2 separate regions of the Mus musculus genome follow, and region 1 is linked to region 2. The links are chromatin contacts, called in public HiChIP or PLAC-seq maps. All regions are on one chromosome and are shown on one strand. Each heading gives the region's core, a stretch centred on a gene start, on an enhancer-like site or on the middle of the called end of the contact. The rest is flanking DNA. Distances are from core to core; before and after follow the strand shown.

Region 1 (5,739 bases), core at 2,862-5,361, 510 kb before region 2:
TGCTTGTGGGGTCAGTGACTTACTTCTTTTAGGCCTTGGTAATTTATACAGGGAAGGCTGCTTGCTACCTGTGAACTATGAAACAAGGAACAAGGGAAACAAAAGGTTCTCTGAGCTTACTGCTGGGAAGACACTCAGCATCTTTCCATGGCTTCCATGAGATTGCAAATTTGCTTCCACACCTGTCACCTGGCAATGATACTGTAAACCAGAGGCAAGCTGCATGGAAACTACAGTGCAGTGAACAAAAAGCAAGAAGGAACTGTTTACACAGCCTCAGCAGTGCAACCATCACGGCAGACAACACAGTTTCCAGAACGCAGGGGCAGCAAAGATGACCCCCCCCATGTGTGGGCATTACTCCTTTTAAATGCACTTCTGTGAGCAGCGCCACCATAGAGGTCTCTCATGACATGCATGCGTCATGTGAGCGTATGACTCCAGGTCTGTGGAGTGACCGCTAACAACGGTGTATGGCAGGACCTACCCAGATGGTATTCCTCCTTCTCTCTGGCTTCCCACTGGTGGCTGTCCACGTACGCTGCAGAAAGCAGGCATCTTTTACCTGAGGGAAAGACAATCAGCTCAGCAGGCGTGTTTCACAGATCTTCTTTACTGAACACAACTTCTGTTGTATTTGCAACTACCAGCTTGTGCATTTTTAAAATTCAACGTGATACTCTAACGACTGCTGCAGAGTTCACAGCAAGCACGGAAAAGCCTGAAAAGCTCTGCCCCAGTTTTCCAGGCGGGCAAGCTGGTTCTTCTCAGCTTCTGATGTGAAAGCTGAAAGCCATTTGTACGATTGCCAGCTCTTCAGAGTCCTAAAGTCCTTCTTAGATCCCAAACAGCCTCTCAATCTATGCTAGGCTATTAACTGGATGAGTTACAGTTATCAATCCTGAAAATATTTCCATTTGACTTGGATTAGAATATTTATCAGTACTTTGCATAAAGCAAAGAGGTATTTGTTTGCTTGTTTGTTTGTAAACAGGGTTTTTCTGTATAGTTTTGGCTGTCCTGGTCACTCTGTAGACCAGGCTGGCCTCAAACTCAGAAATCCGCCTGCCTCTGCCTCCCAAGTGCTGGGATTAAAGGCGTGCGCCACCACTGGCCGGCAAGCAAAGAGTTTATACCAAGACTTGGTATATCATTGTAATGAAACACTATTTAGCGATTTAAAAATAAGAATCCTGGGCTGGAGAGATGACTCAGTAGTTAAGAGCACTGACTGCTCTTCCGAAGGCCCTGAGTTCAATTCCCAGCAACCACATAGTGGCTCACAACCATCTGTAATGGAATCTGATGCCCTCTTCTGGTGTGTCTGAAGACAGCTACAGTGTACTCACATACATAGATAAATAAACCTTTAAAAAAAAAAGAATCCTGAAAACATTATGGTAAGTGAAAGATACCAGCCTCAAATTATGTCCCACTTAAAAGAAGCATTAGAATAGGGGAATCTAAAGAAAGGAAGCAGGTCACATGTCACCTAGAACTGGGGACGGGGGCTGAGGGAGTAAGAGTGACTAGCAACAAGAGATATAGAGTGTGATAAAAACATCCTGAGTTGGTTGGAAAGATGCTTGCACAATGCTGAAAGTCACACAACTGTGTACTTCAGTGAGTGAGTTGTACTGCATGTGAAGAGAAGGAACTCTAAAATAAAAGGCAGCTACCCAGAGATCATAACAGATCACACAAGGATTACAACCTGAGTTTTATGTCAGTGAAGAGTGACTGCGGATGACACCTAACTTTGATTTCTAGCCTCTACATACATGCATTCATAAAAGCACGATGCAAGCATGCATTCACACACGCACACACACACACACACACACATCTTTCTATGATGCTTTGTGCGTGTCATAAAGTCATAAAGAGCAAAGGTTTCTCCATCACTGCATACAAGCTGAGGTTCTAATAACGTCACAACCAAAGAATTTCTACAGCCAGGGGCAAAAGATGAAAGGAGATGGACACAAAGTGGAAGATCTAGATCAGACTCTCAAACTTTTTATGCATATGAGTCTCATTAAAATGCAGATAGTTTCTCTGTAGGCCCAGATTGCAGAGAGATTCTACTTATCCGACAAGTAACCCAGTAACAACATTCAAAGTGCTCAAAACACATCTGAATGAGTAAGAGTCTTCAGACTCACAGGCTTAGGTCTGGGCCTTGCCAGTCCCCCTCTGCACGTGCCATTCAAAATGTCTCCAAGCATTTTGTTTGTTTGTTTTGTTTTTAAAATAAGAAAATAATGTGATTGTGAAAATAGACAAGCTTTAGCAGCACAATTTAACTTTTAGCCCTTGTGGTGCCAATAATAAATGCTATGAAGATTGGGCAGATCATACACCTCTGTATCTTTTTCATCATACACAAAATGAGGGATACCACCTATCAGCAGGGTGGTTAAGGCTCACTAATGCCTGTCTACGAATTATGGTACCCAGTAAGTTTCCTTCCCCTGTCCTTTTCACATACCTGTTGTTGCTCTATCTCAGTTCATTTTTCTTCTATCTTTTTGATCATTTGGGCTGTATTCTTTCATCCTATTTTAAGTAGACTATGTAGAAGTCTTAAAGTGTTGCATATACTGACTCATCTGTCATGAATTTGTACAAGCTGAGTACTTGAATTAGGGTATTTATACACTGATGTACTTATATTGCCTTCCTATAGCCTCCATCTGTGGTCTAATGCAGTGTCCAAAAAACTTCTGTAGAAATAAAAATGTTACATTTTAAATTGTCCAAGACAAAAGACATCAGCTACATGGATGTACTGACCACATAAAACACTAACTGCCGTGAAGAAACTTAGTTTTTAATCTTATTTATCTTCAACTTAAATTTAAATAGCTACAAGTACTAGCAACTACCAAGTTGGGATAGCTTCAGAGTATAAACTGCCAAAGTAAAGGTTCTCTCAAGTTGCTCTGTGTAGTTTCCATTCCTTTGTTACAATAGTTGCCCCAGCCATTATAAGCAACCAACTTACTCTCCTGTATCTACTAGTGTGGGTCTTATGAAACTTCAAAGAATTTACTACCAATCACAATTAAATATGCCAAATAGCTCTACAAAGCACTCTTAGTGCCAAATATTGTTCGTATCAATTTGTCAAATGTGTGATATGAAGTGTTCTTGCCAGGTAGTTCAAACACTTTATCTTTAGAAAACTCTTGAGGACAACTGTGGAGTTTTTAAATGGCTGTACACTTACAGGAGTGAGAGCAAGTGAGCATTGCTTCTCTTTTTGTGACTGGTGTTAAGGGAGTCTGATTGAAAACAAGCAGCATTGCAAACATCCAAGTGTGGTTAGTTCATTTTACTTCTGTTATCTGGCACATCTTCAAGGATTACGAGATTGTAAGCACTACAAACTCGGGTTTTGCAAAAACTTCAAAACGTATTTTCACCATTAGGTACCCTAAAAAGGCTTTGAGTGATTATGTGATTCAACTCAAGCCATCAAATCGCTCTGCTTGTTTACCTACTGGTGGAAAAAAAAAAAAAAAAAGAAATGTCAGGCAGAAGTTGTGGCCAAGGTCACCAGGTAAAGTGAGGCTAGTGTTGAAAAATTCTTTCAGGAGATGAAGACCAAGGGTTCGGGTCATCAAGTACAAGGCAGTGAGGGAAAACTTTTGCCTGATGACCCTCCAAAGAAATCTCAGGGGAAGAAAACTGTTCTAGCCCACGGAGTGAACATATTTGGGTTTTTCATGATCACCAAGAAGTCTACTAATTTAATACATTAAACTTGCAAGACATACGCAGAACCTCATGCTACAGCCTTCCCCTACTTTTCAAAAGTTTGGAATGGCGGGTACTAGCCTTAAAGAAGAGGGATTATTTTTCCTTTCTGGGTTACCAATACCCTAAACGGCTTCTCTAGCAACCGGATCCCAGACGCACTTATGCGCTTCCTGGAAGCCCATCACCCCCTTCCTTCAATAAACAGCGTGCTGGGAGGCCTAAATGGAGCTGCAGCTCCAAGGCAGCAGCCACCAACCTGCGAGGCAAAGGCGAGACGCGTCTAGTCGCCGAGCCAGGAGCATCCCACACCGCACCATGGGAGCCGCCATCTTGGAGCGCACCAAGTGGAAGGCGGGCGTGGGGGGACAGGCACAGAGCCCGCCTCCGCCGGAAGTGGTCCTACCACCTCAGAGGTCCCCCCTGCCCGGGTCCCGCAGATGGTGCAGCCCGGCCCGGAACAACATGGCTACAGTGTTTCGGCCCCTGGAACGCCTGCGGGTGCCGCGTCCTTCGCTGCATCCCGGGGTGACGGGCTCAGGCTCCGCCTGCTGCCGCTGCACTCTCGGAGGTACGAGCGGCCGCACGCCTGGAAGGAGGGAGGGTGGAAGAGAAGGGAGCGTGAGCCCACCGCGGCCTCTCTTTTTGGAGGAGGCTCGTGCGCCCTTTCCCTTTTGCTGCACGCGTGAGCAGCCCGGTTTGCTTCCGGACTGTGAACCCCTCTGCTCTGTGCCTGGAAAGCAAAGGGCAGCTAGGGACTGCACTTGCAAAGGTCCAAGTTGCTCTTCGAGAACATACCTCAGTCGTCGGGTGTCCTTTTCTGCAAGGTTTTGGTGCGGAGTTTAAGAGATGGGAACCCAAGCTGTGCTGCTTACATTCTCAAAGACTCGAGGCAGGCGTCCTCATCCCCCAAATTATTCCTTACCGCCTTTCTGAAGGCGTGACTGCTATTGATAATAAAATTATTATAATGTGGGCGCGCACACACACACATAGCATCCAGTGACAGAGGTACCCTTCTTCATTTACAGAATAGGAAGTAGACAAGGTTGTCACTCGCCCAAGGTCACAGGGAGCTGGCAGATGCTGTATTTGAACTAAAGACCCAGATCTGACAGCGTCACAGGACTGCCTTTTCATAAACAACTATTTTTGTTACTACCTTACTGTGTCAGATCTCAGTGCACGGTTCATCTGTTTTTATCTCATGCACAGCCAACGATGCAGAAGGGTACATTCCAGACTTGCTGATCTGTGGTCAGTGATTTCTGATCTAGGGTTACTGAGTCCAGATCTGAAAGGCTATCTTCAGTGCCGAAGTTTCAAAACTGGAAGTCATGATATAGCTTTTCCCAATATTTCATGTTTCTCCCAAAATAAACCAAGCAAAAGTGTGTGTGTGTGTGTGTGTGTGTGTGTGTGTAGGTGTCTGCAGTGTGTGTGTGTGTGTGTGTAGGTGTCTGCATTGCTAGCCCCCAACTAGATAGCAAATGCCCATTTGTTCTTCATAGCTCATCTTGTCAACCAGTCTTCACACTCCATCAATCCCTACCTCTTTCAAATGTAAGACTTGCATTCAATACTTGACTGGAGATGTTTGCTTCTCACCAGGGATATATAGTATTTGTACCTCTCTGGATGGATCCTTTAGAGGCAACCATGCTCTTATTTGCTGCGGGGGAGGGGGAGAGCAATCAAAATGACTTTATTTTCTTTTTCTACTTTTTAGCTAAAAGATACCTACTCACAGATAACATTGTGAAGTTAAAGGAATTTCAACATAAGAAGATAGCTATTGCATATAACCTACCTGGCACCAAAGGTAATATCTGTTTTATTAATTCTTTAATCGTCTGTCATTCATATTTCTCCTTTGTCTCTATTCACTCTTTCAAGACCTATCTCATAGAGAGAAAAAAGACAGAGTGACCATTAGTTTCCTCATCAACCCTTTCTCTCAGACTCTGGTACTTCAAG
Region 2 (5,967 bases), core at 2,113-4,612:
TGTCAGATAAGCGCACTGAAGTGTTAGAGTACGCTATGCTGTGCAGAGCTGAAATGCAGCCCCAATGTGCCTGCACATGGACAGAACGTGAGATCCATAAGGTTAGGGGAGCGGGAGGGTTGTCTGAAGCTGCCCAGAACCACATTGTGCTGCACAGACAAGCTTGAGCCTCATAGAATAGTCACAGGAAAGTCCAACAACAGTCTGAAAAATAAAATGGTATCAGCCACACTTTATATTTTGTATCCTCGAGATTAGAAAATTGTAATTTATTTTGTATAAATTAGCATAAAAGGGAGAGAAAACTTAGAGACAGGGTTTCTCTGTATAGCTCTGGCTGTCCTGGAGCTCACGTTGTAGACCAGGCTGGCCTCGAACTCAGAAATCCGCCTGCCTCTGCCTCCCGAGTGCTGGGGTTAAAGGCGTGCGTCACCACGACCAGCGAAAAAACTTTAATAACAAGGCTTTGTGGTTTTTTGGTTTTGTTGTTTTTCTAGACAGGTTTCTCTGTGTAGCTCTGGCTGGCCTGGAACTCACTCTGTAGACCAGGCTGGCCTCGAACTCAGAAATCCGCCTGCCTCTGCCTCCCAAGTGCTGGAATTAAAGGCGTGCGCCCCCACTGCCCGAATCTTGGGGGGGTGGGGAGGTTCAACAGGATCTGTGTAGCCTTAGCCCTGTCTCACTGGCCTCAGACTCAAAGTGACTTGCCTAAATTCTGCTTCCTGCATTCTGTGATTATTATGTGCCACCATTCCTGGCCTAATTTGCTCTGGCAAGGGAGGGTTTCCGGGGTGTTAGAGTCAAATAACATCAAGATCATATATGGCGATCTGGGGCTGCCCACCTCCAAGGACCCCCCCCCCCCCCAGGGTTTTTCTGTATAGCCTTGGCTGTCCTGGAACTCACTTTGTAGCCCAGCTTTCCAAGGGCCTTCTAAATGAGCTGAGGAGTCTCTTCGTCTGACCTGTGAGAGCACGCTCCTTTAGACCCTTAAACAGACATTTGTTCCCTAGAACCCTATCTGTTCCCTAGCCCAGGCACCTGTGGGCTGTGGTGCTCGGGCCAGTGTACATGACCACCCTAAACCAGAGTAGTCCCCAGTGGAAACTCAGGTACAGCATTCAGTAACCTCAGTTGAGCTATCAGAATTTCCTCAGAAACCTCCCAGCAGCCCTTCAGTGGCCCTTCTCAGTTAAACCATCTTTCAGGATGGGCTTGAAGGAAAGCCACTGGTCATGGGAGAGGAGTGACCTCCGAGACAGAAGGGCAAGTAAGTGGCTTCTGAAGAAATCAGGCACGAGCTGGAAGGACTGACTCCCTTTTGTCTTTCCTTCTCTGAATCTCATTGGACTCACAAAGACACACACATATCATCAACAACACAGAATACCCAGAAAGGGCACTTGCAGGGAACAAACAAGACAAATTTGGGAAAATACAAACATGAGAATTGGTAGAAAATACTAGCAGAGTGGAGCTTAAACCAGGAACTGGCAGAGGCTATTCTAGGAACTAGCTGAAGCACTACACCCCTGGGCTAGTCCTGTAGGATGCACCAGCTCCTGGGGCTGCAGCTCCCCTATCGGGCACAGAAAATTAGTTACTACTGCAGATCTGACCAGGAGCAGAAGTGAGGCCAGTCTCTTGCCCATCCTTGTCATACCTGAAAGAAGCCAGGCTCTTTCTTCCCCACCCATGCCATTCAGTGACTGTATGGCTCATGTGGGAAGAGTTTGCTTTGCAAGAAAATTAGGAAATGCATAAACTCTAACCTCCAAACTGGCTGTTAAACATCCGCCAAACAGCATAGCTCCAGGGCCAGCTAAGATTGGAGAATGGACAATGCCCTGGAGAGTCAGGGAGACCAGCCCTAGAGGTCAGGTCACCTATAGCCTGTTCCTACCCCAACCAAAACCTGTATTCGCTACCAGGTAAACTGTCCTTTTGAAGTGAGGATCTCCCAAACTACAGATAGGAACAGGAAGTAAGGAATCACCTTTCAGCCGAGCAGTGGTGGCGCACACCTTTAATCCCAGCACTCAGGAGGCAGAGGCAGGCGGATTTCTGAGTTCAAGGCCAGCCTGGTCTACAGAGTGAGTTCCAGGACAGCCAGGACTACACAGAAACTGTGTCTAGAAAAACAACAACAACAACAAAAAAAACAAAAAACAAAAAACAAAAAAGGAATCACCATTCAGGGGGAAAATGGGCTTGAAAAATAGCATCAAATTTAGGAGCAGAGCAGGGCTACCCTGACATAACAAAGGTTATTGGGCACAGATACGAACTTCACATTTAAGTATAGCTAGTATCCTCAGAACCAGAGACACTTGCACATCTATGTTCCTGCAGTCCTGTTCACAACAGACAAAAGTATAGGACCTGGGCTGATGTCCATCAGCCATCATCGATGGATAAAGAAAATGTCCGTGGAGTTTTATTTAGCCATAAAGAAAAAGTAAAATTATGTAATCCAGGGGGAAATGGAGACCATGAAGTTAAGTGACTCACATAAACATGTTTTTTCATGAGGAAATCTCCATTTAAACACCAGCATGTATATGTATGCATGTTTATATGACATGAAAGTATATGAGGGCCTATTGGGAGGAAGAAAGGGGAAGGGAGAGGAAGACAAATAGTGCGTGTTTTCTTATGTGCAGAAGTTAGACAAATATATGCAAATGACAGGAAAGCAGATGGGGAACACCTGGCCAGGAGGAAGGGCACCGGCAGGAGTGGCAGGGATTCTGGGGACTGGGGGGAGGGGCAAAAGTGGACAACTTATACTGATATTATAATGAAAATGTAATAATGTAACCCCTTCATTTGCACCTTAACTAAAAGTATTTTTAAAAAAGCAAAATGAATATCAATGGAAGAAATGAAAGCCAAGCTATCCAAGTATTATTAACATGACAAGGAAAGGCTAGATGTCTCCTGCCTCTCCTTTTAGAAACTAAAAGTAACAAGAATGAGAAACCATGTTGCCAGCTCCACACCTCCCAAACTAAAAGACGTAAGGAGGAGGGAGGCCTCACAGCCACCGGAAGAGACCTACACTCAGCTGTGGGACTGAGAAGCCGGCAGCGCTCATGACTCCGGAGCAGAGCAGAGCAGAGATGAAGAATTAGCAGTCCTAGCCCAGCACGGGGGCATAGGACTTTAATCCAATGCCCTGGAAGCAGAAGCAGGCAGATTCAAGGCTAGCCTGATCTACATAGGGAGTTTTAGAACAACCAGGATAACCTAGAAAGGCCCTGTCTCAGACAAACAGGAAGTAGTCCCATTCTTGGCCTAGTGGTCTGAGGTGTTAGTGGGAACTGAGCAAAAAGCTGAGGGGGCCGATTTGAGTAAGAAGTGGTGCAAATTCACTGATTTTCCAGGAAGCAGCAAGCTGTTGAAGAAAGAGAAGAGGAAGTCTGTCCTGTGACACCCTTTTGGTGTTAACCTCAGATGGCTGCAGAGATGTCAATCCAGCGGAGATGATCCACATGAAGAAATGCTGTTAAGAGGAGAATTTCTGCTGAATGGAATCCAACCCTCCTCTCTCTTACAGAACTCCAGAAATCAAATAAGAATTCACCTTTTAAAGCTGGCATGGTGGTGCACGCCTTTAACCCCAGCACTCGGGAGGCAGAGGCAGGTGGATTTCTGAGTTTGAGGCCAGCCTGGTCTACAAAGTGAGTTCCAGGACAGCCAGGGCTATACAGAGAAACCCTGTCTCAAAAAACAAACAACAAACAAACAAAAAAAATCACCTTTTAAATTTTTTTCAAAAAAATCATAGAAATATGATATATATTATATATATATTTTAAATATATTTTTCACGTGTGTTTTGAGGAGTGAAAACACTAGTTCTGACCAAGTCAATGTCATCCTAACCAGTTTCACTCTGCAGCAGGAATAAAAGGGAGCCAGACAAGTTGTCATGGATTATTGTTACGAATTAACTTTTCACTTGGTTTGCACAGATTTAAAAGTTTGGGAAGAGGAATCATGTAGATAAGTTCATGAATGGTATCTTTCAACGTCAGCAGGTATAGAATAATTACCATATTCACTCATTAATTTAAAATAATATTTAATGTAGAGTTCAGAAGAACATTCCAGAAATAAAGACATCAGCTGATCAGAGGGGCAGACTTCATCATTGACGAAGGTCTCCTTAGCAGAAACAGACGTCCATACTTCCTCTCTTCTAAGGGCAGAGGAAATCGCTGGAGTCCTTGATGCTCTCAATGTGGAGAGGAGACGTCTTTCTCAGCCTATCTGTCATAGATGAACGAATGTCTGGCATCTCAGTACCACGTTTGGGGGCATACAATGATAAGTCTACCTTAGCTTATACAGCGCCATTGAATAAAATGCATGTGGAACATCTTTAACAACATAGGTTTTAATAACTATATTTGACTCGTTTTTATTAGATATTTTCTTTATTTACATTTCAAATGTTATCCCCTTACCTGGTCTCCCTCTGAAGCCCCCCTCCCCCTGCTTACCAACCCACCCACTCCAGTTTCCTGGCCCTGGCATTCCCCTACACTGGGGCGTAGAATATGTTTAACTTTTAAGAAAACAAATCAGAGACTGAAGAGGTGGCTCAGTGGTTAAGGGCACTTGTTTTTGCAAAGGATCTATGTTTGGTTCCTGGCAACCACATGGTGACTCATAATTATTTGTAACACCAGTACCAGGAGATCTGATGCCCTTTTCTGATCCCAATGAGGCTAGGCACATAAGTCTTTCTCACACACAGAGAGAGAGACACACACATACAGGCAAAACACATAAATTTTTCAAACTTTCTTTTAAAAATGGATAATCTTTTAGGAAGGTTTAAAAGATAGGTAGAGGGGCTGGAGAGATGGCTCAGAGGTAGGTTAAGAGCACTGACTGCTCTTCCAGAGGTCCTGAGTTCAAATTCCAGCAACCACATGGTGGCTCACAACCATCTATATCAGGATCCAATGCCCTTTCTGGTGTGTCTAAAGATAGCAACAGTGTACTCATATACATAAAAAAAATAAATCTTTAAAACAAAAAATAGGAAAAAAAATTTAAAAAGCAGGGCAGTGGTGGCTCACACCTTTAATCCCAGCACTTGGGAGGTAGAGGCAGGCGGATTTCTGAGTTCGAGGTCAGCCTGGTCTACAGAGTGAGTTCCAGGACAGCCAGGGCTACACAGAGAAACCCTGTCTCGAAAAAAAACAAAACAAAACAAACAAACAAACAAACAAAAGATGAGTGAAAACAATCCAGGAAATTTCTTTTTTTTAAAGATTTATTTTATTTATATGAGTACACTGTGGCTGTCTTCAGACACACCAGAAGAGGGCATCGGATCTCATTACAGATGGTTGTAAGCCATCATGTGGTTGCTGGGAATTGAACTCAGGACCTTTGGAAGAGCAGTCAGTGCCCTTAACTGCTGAGCCATCTCTCCAGCCCCACAATCCGGGAAATTTAATGATTTGTTTTTTCTTAGTTATGTTTCTAAGTCTCCGTGTGGGAGATAACACGGAGAGAGATACCTGCAGAAGACACAGCACCTGCAGCGTCCAGATCCCTTAGAACTGGAGTTACACATGGTGTGAGCTGCCAGACTGGGGCACTAGGACCCTAACTCTTCTCAAGAGCAGTGTGTGTGTCCTTAACCACTGAGTCACTGTCCTAGGCTGGAGTGTTCAGATGTCGCATATACTTACTATTTAGAATAGAAGAATAATCCTAAAAATCAAGAAAATAAAGCACTATGCAATAATTTTACACAATTGACAACAAGCAAATTGTATTAAAGGTTTAAAAAAAAAAAATACAAAGAATACGACGTTTTTTTCCATGCTCAGAACCGAACCCAGGGTCTCACTCATACTTGGCAAACTGTACCATTGAGCTACATCCACAGCCCAGGATGTGTTTACATTTTTATTATATACATTCTTCACCTCTCTAGTGATA

Evidence for each region. HiChIP or PLAC-seq counts read pairs in DNA pulled down with a chosen protein or histone mark.
Region 1: an H3K4me3 HiChIP or PLAC-seq map of embryonic stem cells shows a contact between it and region 2, with 4 times the contacts expected there. The contact joins the promoter of Mrps27 here to the enhancer-like site in region 2. A contact is called at or near these places in 20 of 39 promoter capture datasets (the 3T3-L1 cell line, 3T3-L1-derived adipocytes, the C10 cell line and 14 more), 1 of 484 Hi-C or Micro-C datasets (nephron progenitors), 15 of 115 datasets of contacts at active chromatin or transcription factors (T-cell acute lymphoblastic leukemia, bone marrow-derived macrophages, embryonic forebrain and 8 more) and 1 of 9 other capture datasets (adipose tissue).

What each region holds. Positions count from the first base shown.
Region 1 is chr13:99,343,158-99,348,896 of GRCm38.p6, reverse strand. It overlaps Mrps27 (mitochondrial ribosomal protein S27), which reads right to left and starts at 4,111. Exons shown (of 11, transcript NM_173757.3): 1 at 4,022-4,111; 2 at 488-565. The coding sequence starts at 4,094. It overlaps Ptcd2 (pentatricopeptide repeat domain 2), which reads left to right and starts at 4,219. Exons shown (of 10, transcript NM_026873.2): 1 at 4,219-4,333; 2 at 5,492-5,584. The coding sequence starts at 4,228.
Region 2 is chr13:98,830,001-98,835,967 of GRCm38.p6, reverse strand. It overlaps Gm34995 (a long non-coding RNA gene), which reads right to left. Exons shown (of 3, transcript XR_382806.4): 3 at 4,083-4,271. Among named protein-coding and RNA genes, the nearest start is that of Gm34995, 17 kb to the right of the region's middle. Within about 2 kb of position 3,362, at least 81 of the 459 cell types and tissues checked have an H3K27ac peak or open chromatin away from gene starts, as enhancers often do. A contact at or near this core is called in the HPC-7 cell line, bone marrow-derived macrophages, embryonic stem cells and 2 more, where this site is marked.